Regions from separate parts of the Gossypium raimondii genome. Here region 1 is linked to region 2. Evidence: chromatin contacts called from public Hi-C data. All regions are on one chromosome and are shown on one strand. The core of a region is the stretch at or near the end of the contact, and the rest is flanking DNA. Distances in the headings are between cores, read along the strand shown. Region 1 has its middle 4.7 kb from the start of LOC128040523. Region 2 holds the start of LOC105779761 (zinc finger protein BRUTUS).

Evidence for each region. A called contact is a pair of places that touch in the nucleus more often than the background predicts.
Region 1: a Hi-C map of leaf shows a contact between it and region 2, with 2.8 times the contacts expected there. The contact joins the enhancer-like site here to the promoter of LOC105779761 in region 2. A contact is called at or near these places in 2 of 2 Hi-C or Micro-C datasets (both in leaf).

The regions. Positions count from the first base shown.
Region 1 is chr4:7,664,873-7,671,464 of ASM2569854v1, reverse strand. No RefSeq gene overlaps it. Among protein-coding and RNA genes, the nearest start is that of LOC128040523, 4.7 kb to the left of the region's middle. Within about 2 kb of position 3,689, the one cell type or tissue checked has open chromatin away from gene starts, as enhancers often do. A contact at or near this core is called in leaf, where this site is marked.
Region 2 is chr4:7,614,391-7,620,754 of ASM2569854v1, reverse strand. LOC105779761 (zinc finger protein BRUTUS) reads left to right here and starts at 4,841. Exons shown (of 14, transcript XM_012603682.2): 1 at 4,841-5,378; 2 at 5,908-6,117. The coding sequence starts at 5,073.

The sequences.
Region 1 (6,592 bases), core at 2,440-4,939, 52 kb before region 2:
TAATTTTATTCTTAATGGTCTAACATAATAGTTCCTAGTTTATATCAAATTCTTTTGATATTTACATGAAACTATCCCATTGAACCTTTTATTCTTATATATATTAGGATAGTTCAAAGCCTTCCTATTTTTGTGTCATTGTTTCTTTGTTACTTCACTACATTCTTATTTTGAGAGTTAAGAAGCTAAGCTAAGTAATACTAAAAAAATGTATTAAATTGGGACCTCTCACAGTTGGGACCTCTAGATAAATACAGCTTGTACCTGTCAGTTGCACTCTTCTGCCAACCTCTAACAGTCCCCAACATATAATATTGGTTTAGAGACAGTAACTTTAAAGTCAACCGATACCTTAATGTTATACCGTTTGATGAAAAATATGCAATCCTCCTTATTTGCGAATTGTTGGCCCACGAACAACTCTTTCGATTCAGGATTTGCCGCCAACCGGTAAATAAATGTTATATCAGGGTACTTAGGGAACTCGGATGCATGCGCCGCATTGGAATCTACACTTAACATGTGGACCCCAAGGTCATTGCTTATGAAAATGCCATGACTCGTGTTCCTGACCGAAGGGGCGTATACATTTTCATCATCGTTCGTGTCTTCATCGTAGATATCATTCGGGACCTCATCTAGATCTGGGTCACTAAAATCTTCACCCTTGTGATTAGAACAATCATTATTATTGGATTCATCTTCACCATCCACATTGGTCTCAGTCACAACCAGATGTATATTTAAACGAGAACCCTGATTAAGGTTATCATACGCAATCAAAGCATGGTTTGGATTATCAACCCATGTCGATGTCGCTCCACCATCGTACTGTTCTACCCATCCAACATTTAGATCAATGTCAAAACCCATGTACAGACTGTTGACACCATTTTTTTGATGAAAACACGGGGTCGACTTGGATTTTGAAAATGAAAACGAAAAAAAAGGGAGCCGCCACCAATCTTTTTTGATAAGGTGTGATCGGATCACCTTGAAAAGTGGTTGTCTTTAATAAACGATTTAATTTTATTAAAACAACGAGTTTGGTCCACGAAATTCAGAAAACGAGTTCGGGAGTCAGTTACGCACGAGGAAGGATTAGCACTCTCGTAACGCCCAAAATTGGTACCTAGTTGATTAGCTAATGTCTTGATGTCGAAAATTGAGAACTGGGAAGAATTAAAAATACGATCCTTGTATAAAAATGAAAATTTTTAGGAAAAGAAGCATATATCACGTTAATCAAGAAAAAGAATCATATCCAATAAGTTAGGACACAATGTCTCGAATTCCTGATACGTAAAAATGCTTGTTTAAAAGATATTTTGCAATCTCGGATTTAAAAAGGAGATCACAACCATTAAATTAGGACGCGATTTTCTTTTAAATCTCGAGATCATTTAAAACTTGATTTTGAAAAGATTCGTGCATTTAGATTTATTGTGAAGATCGAAACCTAGTAAGTTAGGGTACGACTTTCTCAAATCTAAATGCAAAATACTGCCTTTATTATTTAAAAAAAACTTTCATCTCGGGAAAACAACGTGTCATGTCCAATGCGTTAGGGCATAACGTATTAAATTCCCGATAATGAGCTTTTATTATTTTTAAAAGAGTAACCTCGATTATTTAGATTCAGCGAAGAATATCGGAACCCAATACGTTAGGGCTCGATTCTCTCGAAGATCCCAAATACCGAGTATTACTTATATTCTTAAAATTTTTCGTTTTTGATAAATCCGAGTAAAAATGGATGTAAGATAATGATAAAGATGATAATGTAAGTAAAATAAAAACAAAGGCTATAAAATAAATTAAAAAGACAAACTAATATAGTACACCATGGCAAACATACAAACAATAATATGAAACCATTCATTCTAAATAATATGAATACAAATAAAGAAATAAACAAAAGAAATAAATAAGATGATGTAAATGTAAAAGATACATATATATGAATACATTTTAAAACTATTGTAAATAAACATGTAAACAAGCACATGCATACACATGTGCGTATATATATTATAAAAGTTGTATAAAAGTATGTTTTATATACATGTATTTATAAAATGTATATAGATATATATAGATAGTTTTAAGCTATAAAGTATAAAAAATATGTACATGTATGAATTATAAAATATATAAAATATGAGTTTGTACCTATATGTAAATTATATGGAAATATATACATAAAAAAACATATAAGTATGTGTATGTATTCATGAAAATAAAAAAATGTATATAAGTATATATAAGAATTATGAAAATAAAAGTAATAAATATATATATATGTAAAAATATGTATATATATTTATAAAAATTAGAAATATATACGTGTATTATAAATATGTATGCATGTATAAATAAATTATAAATATAGGTATGTTTATATGTATGTATATATTACAAAAAAAAAGTATGTGTATAAGTATATAAAAATATATATAAAAAATATACGTATGTATATATAAGCAATTATAATAATAATAATAGTAATAATAATAATAACAATAATAATATGAAATTTGTTAAGAAAATAAACAAAATAGCAAAAGGATTAGATTAAACATTAAAACAAGATTCGGGGGGGTCAAAACGCAAATAAATGAAAAGGGAAGGACTGCTCTGAACACGCATAAAACATGGAGGGACTAGCAAAGCAAATTGCCCTTCCTTTAAAACGACGTAGTTCAGGTAAGGATTAAATTGAAAACGCAAAAAATTTCCGGGTAAAATTCAAAAGATTAAAAGAACCTAATTTTAAAAGCATTAAAAAGCGGAAGGGCTAAACGTGCAATTAGCCCTTCCGTCAAAAACACGCGGATCCCCTAAGGCAGACGGGTCGAGTCTCGGGTCAGGAGCCTAAAACGACATCGTTTTGGGGTTGTCCTGACCCTATCAAAACGACGCCATTTCATATCAGTATTTAATACTAAATTTTCTGAAAAAATTTCATTCAGCCCCCATTTTTTTTAAAAAAAAATTCAAAACTCTCCCCTCTCATCTTCTTCCCCAGAATCCGGCCACCGGTCCGGCTCACCTCCGCCGTGACTCCACCGCAAGCGGCGGCCGGAGGTGCAAGAATGGACCTTTTTGGTCTCTTTTTGAAGTCGGCCACTTCTAGGCCATGGATCTAGGGATGAATCTCGCTAAAGATAAACCAAAAACATGAAAACAGAGGCGAAACCGCTTGGCTTCCCCTCCTCCGGCGCGGCGCAGGTAAACCCCCTTTCCCTTACTCTTAATTTTTTTTGTATTTAGAAGTGCAAACAAGGTTAAAATGAAACAAACTAACCGATCTAAAAAAGGGCAGTAGTCACCTTTTATTTTTGTTTTCTTATTTCTGTGAAAATATTACAAAAAGAAAGAGAAAAAGAATATCCCTCTTTGGTATTTTTCAATTGAAATTTTCTTTGTATTTCCTTGAATGTTCGTGTAAAAAAAAGAGAAGCCCCAACCCCTGGTTTTACAATCATCGGTTTTTATAACCGAAAGCAAAGAGAAAGAAAAAAATCCCCCCCGATTTTGTGGTCTGTTTCTGTCTTCCTTGGTTGCATGTTTTGCAGGTGCAAGTGGCAACGTGACTATGGCGGTGGCAGGTGGGCAGGTGAGCGGCGTGACAGTGCTGCGGCGCTAGGCAAAGCAAGTGGCCGACCCTAGGTGCGGCGCACCTAGGGTTAGGGTAACTATTTTTTGCTGAAGATGGGTTGTGGTGTTTTGGGCTAGGTTTGGGTATTGGGCTCATTGGGCTAGTAATGGTTAGTTGGGTAGTAGGCCTAGTTTGTGGTGTATTGGTAGCTGGGTTTGGGTGTTTTTTGTTTTGTTTGTTGGGCCCGGGCAAATGGGCTTGTACACAGACGATCATCTATCGAGAGACGCTCTCGAAACTTCCGTACACGGGTCTTGAACTCCATATTGTTGACTTAAGGGAGTGGCATCTTGAACAGGCTCCACATCTACTGACTCAGCAAACAACTGAACCGATTTAGTGTTCACCCTTCCAATCAAACAATAAATTATGATCATTGTCTCCATGTCTTCATCGTCTACAAGTTCCATCTCGGTAAATTTGATAGGATTTGACGAAACTAGAAATTTGTAGAAAAGTCTCAACACCCTCCTCCCATAATGTCGAGCAATTTTTGCATTAATATTTTATTTCATATCATCGACAGACACATTTTTATTAAACCTCACTCCTATTTGCTGGGAAGATTCAAATATACAACCAACAACTATTTGTAAAATTACTCCATCGAAATGAATGTATACGAAGAATTGGTTATCCATCTTCGATACTAAATCTGTAAAATTAATTAAAATTAGCTTTTATTTAATAAAATTAAATCCTACTACATAAATATAATTACATAAAAATAAGTACAAACTAACATTATAAACTCGAAGTTTATTTCTGCAGTGCAAAACACAAACTTTTCTTCTTTTCTTTTTTTGTTTTCTCCTCTTCTAGTAAGCAAATTTCTTCTGTTCTTTTCTGAAACTGCCACTAAAAACTTCAAAAAAAAAAAATGCAAAACTTCAAAAGAAACATATTTTTGGTTGGGGTTGGGGTATTTATAGTGTATGGTGCCGCCTAACTGCGTCACAAGACCGGCGGTGCCGTCTGACATGTTGGCGGCATCGATTAAAAAATTATTTAAAAAAAGCTAAAGAAAAAGGTTAAAGAGGAAAAAAAGCTAGAAAAGCAAAAAAGAAAGGGGACTTTTTCAGAATTTTTTTTACTGACACGGTCTGTTTTTTTTTTTACTTTCGCCAGTGCCACTTGACACACGGCGAAATCATTAAAAAATATTTATTTGATTCCTCGGTATACCTGTATTTTCTCGAGTATTTTGAGAAAAATACATACCAGTGCTGTCTGACACAGTGGTAGCACAAAAAAATTCTTTAAAAAAAAACACATAATTGGTTGATAATTTGGGGGGAAAGGGGATGGTGTCATCGGTGTGCCAGGCGATACCGATAAGAACTATTCAAAATAGTCCATTTTCGTAAATAATTATTTTTATATTATTTTTATAAAAAAACCCCTAAATATATAATTTCATCTTGAGAAATAATTATGCCCAACCCATTTAAAAATTCTTTAACCTAAGCCCAATCCATTTAAATAATATATAATAGATTAGGTCTGAGTTTGAAATTCTCTAACTTAAGCTCAACTTATTCAGGAAACAGATTTTTCAAGTTTAATGCATTTGTTCAAATGTTCTCAAATTTAAATCGAAACCTTTAAGCTCGATGAAGTAATTTGACTTTTGAATAGGTCTATTTTTAAATTCAAAAGCTTAGTATAATATTTTTTTCAATCTGTTTTATATAATTACTACATTTTAAATGAGCTCATTTATAGTTGAGTCATGGATCCCTTCTCAAGTAAAAGTATCATGTAGCTTGTTGTATTAGGAGTTGGATTGCATTTTATCTTTTTTACTAAAAAAATACATGTTAACCCTTATATGTTAGATCAAAAAACAAATTAGTCATTTTATTAAAAATTCTTCCGTTTCTACTGTTAAATATTGGGCCATGTATATCAACATGAGGTGCAAATGACACATTATTTGTCACTGTTTGGTTATTCCATCAGCTATATCAATTTTCATGGTACAAATTGATGCATTTTTTAACAGAAATGATCAATGTACTCTTTGATCTAATGTATATAGACTAATTTACTCATTTTCTAAGTAGAAATACCAAAATATAATCTAACACATAGTAAACTTTTAGCAACCATCCCCGCTCCCCATTTTTCAAGTAGAGAAGGTATAAGCTCAACTTTGTACCTTCTGCTTTCTGTTATGATTTCTCTTTGTTAAGCCTACTAATCAATCAAGAAAGGGTAAGAAAAGCAACTAATAAATACTATTTACATCAATTAGATTCATCTATCTAATCTACTTTACATATGAACCAAAAAGGAAGGGTTTGGCCAATATCTATAATATATTTAAGAGTAAAAATTTGGGAAAAAAAAAGTTTAAACTGAAAAGAATATTTTTTATTATATTATTAAATTTATAATTAAAAATAATTATAATTTAATAGAATCCGTGATAATCACACTTTTAAAAATAATTATAATTTAATTTATAATTATTAGTTTAAAAGTTGTGTTAATTTTAAAATAGAGTTACTATAAGCATAAAATATAGGAAAAAGTTATGATATTTATAATTTAAATTATTAGTTAAAAATATTTAGCCTAAAAATTAGGGCTATTTTTTAAAATTGGGTTAATTTTATCAATGTAAAATAGAGTCATTACTTAAATAAAATTTAAATATTTTAATTATCACTTAATTAATATTAAAATTATATATCAATTTAAATTTAACTTTATAAATAGCATCCAAAATTAAACATATCTAAGAAAAATTATGGATAAGCATTTAAGAAAAATTATCAATAAAAAATAAATTGTTAACATTAATAAATTAGAATTATATATATAGAAAGAAAATGAAAATTTCTTCCCATCAATGCAAATGTATTTGGTGATTTCTTCCGATTAATCAAAACTAATTGGACTTATTTGCAAAAAAAAATCACATTT
Region 2 (6,364 bases), core at 3,592-6,091:
ATTATGCATACAATGGAAGTGTAACGTAGCTTTAGAATATGCCTTAAGTGTCTGTTATTAGTAAAACTTCTATAATGTAATGATCCATATGACGTCTGATGTAATAAGTTATTTTAAAAGTTTCCCTTGTTTTTTTTAGATTTTAAGTTTTTCTGATAAAAATGTTAAATAAAATATTCAAAGGAATGATAAATTGTAATATATTTTATTAAATTGTTAAGTATTGTGTTTTGTAACCCTCAAAATTTGGACTCGGTGAATTGGGTCGGGCTGAGGGCATAACAACTATAGTGGTGCTTGGTAGAGTTTCAATAGAAGGTTAGAGTGCTTGTTTCCTCTTGAAAATAAAGCTAATTTATATAAAGTGTAAGCTTAATGTAGGCCCTAATGACAGGGGCCCTACTATGTGCAATTGGTAATAAAAAGCTTATGAAGTGCTAACAATATGGTCATGGAATGCCCTACTTAGATGTGACCTAACTATACTTTGTAGAGATTGTGGTAAAGTTATGAAAGACTTTATTAGATATAACATTTGAAGTTACGAGTAGACTTTGATGAGATAAGGCGACAGTTTACGTGGCAAATGTAAAACTATTTCCCATTAGATGAGCCCTCTTATAGATGAATCCTTCATTGACTTAAGTGGATGACTCATCGAGATACTATATACAATAAAATTAGGTATAACAATTGTTAAGTATGACTTCTATTTTCAGTCAAATTTGAGAAATAATCTTTTAGTTAAACTCTGTTTATCTGTTTCAGTCAAACACTGATTAGTTTAGATTATTTTATTATTATTTGACACATGAATTTAGCCTATAAATAGGCTATTTTACAACATTAGTAAATACACCCATTAGATATTAGAACTCATAACACATTTAGAGAATTTTGTGTTTACGTTTTGAGGGTTCTTTGTTTTCGGGTTTTTGGGGTTTAGTTTTATCTCCATCTTTTGTACTCTTCGTTCTTTTGTCATTATAGTAAAATTATCTTTGCCCGTGATTTTTTATCCTCTTTGGAAGGGTTTTTCCACGTTAAATTTGTGTGTTCAATTTCTTAATTTATTCCGCTATTTTTTACTTGTTTGTTGCTTAACCGGGACGATCCCTAACAAGTGGTATCAGAGCTAGTTCAATTTTCATAGATCAGCCCATTCAGATATGGCAACAACAAGATTTGAAATTGAGAAGTTCGATGGTGAGACAAATTTCAATCTGTGGCAAGTTCGAATGATGGCAATTCTAGTTCAATCCAGTTTGAAAAAGGTTGTTACCGGGAAAAAGCCTGAGAATCTAAATAAAACAGAATGGGAAGAGCTTGATGAAAAGGCCTTGTCTGCAATCCAATTGTGCTTCGCGAATACGGTATTGCAGGAGGTATTGATGGAGAAGACCTCATCCGCCTTGTGGAAAAGGTTAGAAACTCTTTATGCTACTAAGTCTTTGGCTAACCGTTTAGTGTTGAAACAACGTCTATTTATGTTTTGTATGAACGAAGGTGAGCTTCTTAGAGATCACATCAGTCAATTCATTACTCTTTTAAATGATTTAAAGAACGTTGAGGTTCATATTGATGATAAAGATCAAGCTATGCTATTATTGTGCTCTTTACCCCATTCATACAAGTCTTTCAGGGAGACCTTGATTTATGGCAGAGACAAAATCTCGTTCAAAGATGTGAAGGGTCATTTGTTGAGGAGAGACAAACTCGACAATGAGCTTCATTTGGATAGCAAGGCAGATAGGCAAGCTTCCGTTTTAGTAGCATCAAAGAAACGAGACAAAAGGTGTCGCTATTGTAAAAAGTTAGGTCACGTCAAAGCAGATTGTTATAAACTACAAAATAAAAGAGCTGCTGAGAGTAACGAGGAAGATGTAGCTAGTGCTAATTTGGCCGATAAAAGCTGTGATGATTTCTTGTTAGTGTCAACGAGCGATAACTCCAAGCTCACGTCCAAGTGGATCATAGATTCGGGATGTTCTTTCCACATATGTACCAATAGAAAATGGTTCTCTACATACAGTTCGGTTGAAGGTGGAGTTGTGCGTATGGGAAACGATTCATCTAGTAAGGTAGTTGGTATTGGACCTGTTAAAATTAGGACACACGATGGGAAAATTAGGACACTCTCAGATGTCAGGTATGTACCTGATTTACGAAAGAATCTCATCTCCTTGAGGATTTTAGACTTGAAAGGATGCAAAATCAACATCGAGTAGAGTGGTATTAAAGTATCTCGTGGAGCTCTCATTTTGTTAAAAGGTAAAAGAATTGACAGTCTTTATATTCTGGAAGGTCCTACAGTGACCGGTGAAATCGGATGTCCCTCATCCGTTACAGAGTCGAAGTCAACTCGTTTGGAGCGGAGGCAACTTGGTCATAGGAGGGAAAAATGTATGACCATTTCGTTGAAGAAAGGTTCTCTTTGGATGCAGGTTTTGAAAAGTTAGAACCTTGTGTTCGTGAAAATCGGACCGGGTTAGTTTTGATTTGGCGGTGTACAAGTCGAAGGCTAGAAGTCTTCCAGGTTTCTAAGCCATGATTGGACTCGATTAATTCCTACATAGTTCAAGATAGGCTCGTATGGCGGGCTTTGGCAAAGATGGCGTTGTGGAAATATGAGTCAAGGTGGAGATTTGTTAAGTATGACTCTATTTTCATCAAATTTGAGAAATAATCTTTTAGTTAAACTCTGTTTATTTGTTTCATCAAACACCGATTAGTTTAGATTATTTTATTATTATTTGACATATGAATTTAACCTATAAATAGGCTAGTTTATAATATTAGTAAATACACCCATTAGATATTAGAACTCATAACACATTTAGAGAATTTTGTGTTTACGTTTTGAGGGTTCTTTGTTTTCGGGTTTTTGGGGTTTAGTTTTATCTTCATCTTTTGTACTCTTCGTTCTTTTGCCATTATAGTAAAATTATCTTTGTCCGTGGTTTTTTATCCTCTTGAAGGGGTTTTTCCACGTTAAATTTGTGTGTTCAATTTCTTAATTTGTTCCGCTATTTTTTACTTGTTTGTTGTTTAATCGGGACGATCCCTAACAACAATTTTTAAAACATTAAAAAAAAGTTATTTGCCCCAAGCTTTATTCACCTGCAAAATGAGATGTCATTGACTTACACATAGTGATTATATAATTAATAAGAATGTGTTAAATATTAATCATTTAATTTTTCATTTAAAAATGGAATTATTAGTCAATTGTATGAAATTGGTTTTGTGGGATTAAATATTGGCTTGTCCAGCTCTCACACTTAAAAACACTTGACCCAACTTGCGTCATACTGTAATCTCATTTTGGGATTATTCTTTTCTAAATAAATTAAGCACAAATAAAATAAAAAAATATAAAATCTTTGAAAAGAGGAAATGGCGATTATACCCTTGACGGTTGTCACTTTGGTGAAACCGTGATGAAGTGCTTCCGTCCGTTTCAGACACTGGGTGGATGCTGACGTGGAGGTTGTGATAAGCCAGACTCTGTCCTTAAAACGCTCTCACGTGCTTTTCACACGTGTCAAACAATTGCCTTAGCCATCCTTTTCGAGGAGAAGATTTGCCGAGTGCCGTCCTTTCGTTTATTCACTCACAAATTCCATCCTGTAATAATAACACAAATGCCATTATAGCATATAAAATAAATGCTATTAAATTTATGAGCTTAGCTGTAATATTACTTTTTAAGAAATTTATTTATTTTTCTTATATTATACTATGATAGGAAAGGTTTTATGGATTTATTCTATCCTAATAATATTTAGCTTTTATATTTTAATTTATGGAAATTGGAATCTAATAATGACCAAAAAGGAGAATTGTACTAAAATTAATTTATTTAAGTAGCAAAATATTTTGTATCTAAATAAATTAGGAAAAAAAGTTGCAACTCAGAATATTTTAGTATTTGTATTTGAAACTATTTTTATCCCACGCCAGCCATCATGCATATATTCTCTAATTATCAACCTACATTCTAATTTTATGTGCTAATTACACATCATTAGAAGTAAAATTAATTGAATAGAATTTTAAAATCACTAATAATGCATTAAATATTACTTTTACGACTAAAAAATGCCATATTATCTAATTATTTTGCTAATATAAATTTTCTACACTATTCACCATTGCAGTAATATTTAGAAATTTTGACATATTTGGATCAAATACTATGGGACGGTTTTCTTTTTCATTAGGCTTCACTAAATTTGAAATTGAAGTGAGTTTGACTCTTAAATAAGACAATACTTTCCTTTACTATTTTTCATTCTAACTCGAGATCTTACCCAAAACTATCGATTTCTTTTTATTTCTTGATAAAAATTTTAGTATTTTATTATTTTTATTTTGAAAGTAGAAAATGGTTAAAATATACTTTAAATCTCTTAATTATTCCTAAATTTAAAATCTAATCACTACTTTTCGATTTTAAAAGTTCCCATCAAATTATTAATATTATTGTACTAAATTAGCGGTTTAACATTTTAAAATAAATCTTGTAAGGAGTAGTAATTAAAAATTTTGTTAGACACTCGTTTGACACGGATTCGATCATGTTACCATCATCTCTTACCCTAGTATTGTATAAAAATATTTTATATAAAAATTATTTAATACCGTAGAATAACAAATAATATTATAATAAACTCGAATTTATAATAAAAAAGAAATTACCTTTTTAAAATGGAAACTAAAATTTGAGAAAATAAAATTCAAAATCCACTCAAGAACTTAGGACCTATTTTAAGGGTAGAAAAATTCTCTTCTTCATCTACCGCATTGATTAAAACACATTCTTCTGGCTAACAAAGAGGGAGAAAGAGAAGGGAAAAAAAAGGGGCAAAATTACAAAAATATATATATAAGAAAAAGTTTCACATTCTTCTTTACTCCCCACAAACACAAACATTAAAGCAAAGGAAGAAAAAAAAAATAAAAAGGAAAGAAAAGGCTATGAAATGAAATCTCCAAATTGTATGAACAGGCAAAAGATCTAGTAGGGCTTTTGGAAATCTGAATCGGAAACCACGTCGAAGTTCTCTATAATGGCGACCCCATTCTCGAGCTTAGAGCCCGGAGGAGGAGGAGGAGGTATAGCAATAATGGCAGGTCCTCTGAATCCAATCGATCCATCCACACCTTCCAAATCTTGCTTGAAAAACTCCGCCTCTAAATCTCCCATTCTTATCTTCCAATTCTTTCACAAGGCCATCAAGGCTGAGCTCGACGCCCTCCACCGAGCTGCCATGGCTTTTGCCACCAACCACCACGACTCTGATCTTACTTCTTTGTTGGAGAGATGTCATTTCCTTCGTACTATATATAAGCACCATTGCCACGCCGAAGATGAGGTTCATGCGTTGTCGTTTTCCTTCTTGTTCTCTTTTATCTCTTTTTCTTCCTCGGTTTTTAAACATTAGTTTTGGCTTTATTTTGCCCCTTCCTTTGAATCCCTTTACTTTTTTTAGAAAATTCTAAATCCCTTACTCAGAATTAGCTTTCCCGAATTGTTATTAAATTCGTAAATTTGTGATGCTTTTATCATGTTTTAAGGGTTATTGTTTGAGGAAGGAAAGAACTTGATTGAATTTGATTATAGAAATTTGAATTTATCACTATATTTAGATATGGGGTAATCTCTGTAAAGCTCGCTGTCGTAGACTTATACTTAGATGGCTCAAAAGACTTGTGAAAACCCCTGTGAACTAAATTGCCTTGTTGTAACTTAAAAGTAATATTGTAATTAAAATAAACATAGTCTCTCCAAGGTTTTTTTTAATCCTTCCTTTTTCCTATGAGATTCTTGTTGGCTGCATCATCACCTTATATTTGTCTGATATTTGTGACTGATTACTGAATTCAAAACTACCTTATGTGTAGGTTATCTTTCCGGCTCTTGATATACGCGTGAAGAATGTGGCTCCAACATACTCACTTGAACATGAAGGTGAAAGTGTCCTTTTTGATCAGTTGTTTGCATTGCTGACTTCAGATATGCAGAATGAAGAAAGCTATAGGAGAGAATTAGCCTCTTGCACTGGGGCCCTTCAGACATCAATTACTCAGCATATGTCCAAGGAAGAGGAACAGGTTGGTTAGATATTTGAGGCAAATGCTGCAAATCAAACATTAAACCAGAAGCCAGATGAAAAATTTATTTCCTAAAATATTGGTTGTTTCGTTCTTGATGTGTTATAGCAATTCTCCTACCTTATTTTGGAGGTGGATGAGGTTGTTGATATACATTACTGAGATGTTTAACTTGATTGATCACTTGTCATGATGCATTCCATTTCAAATTTAGAATAAGGAGTTAAATCTTCTAACTCAAAGTTAT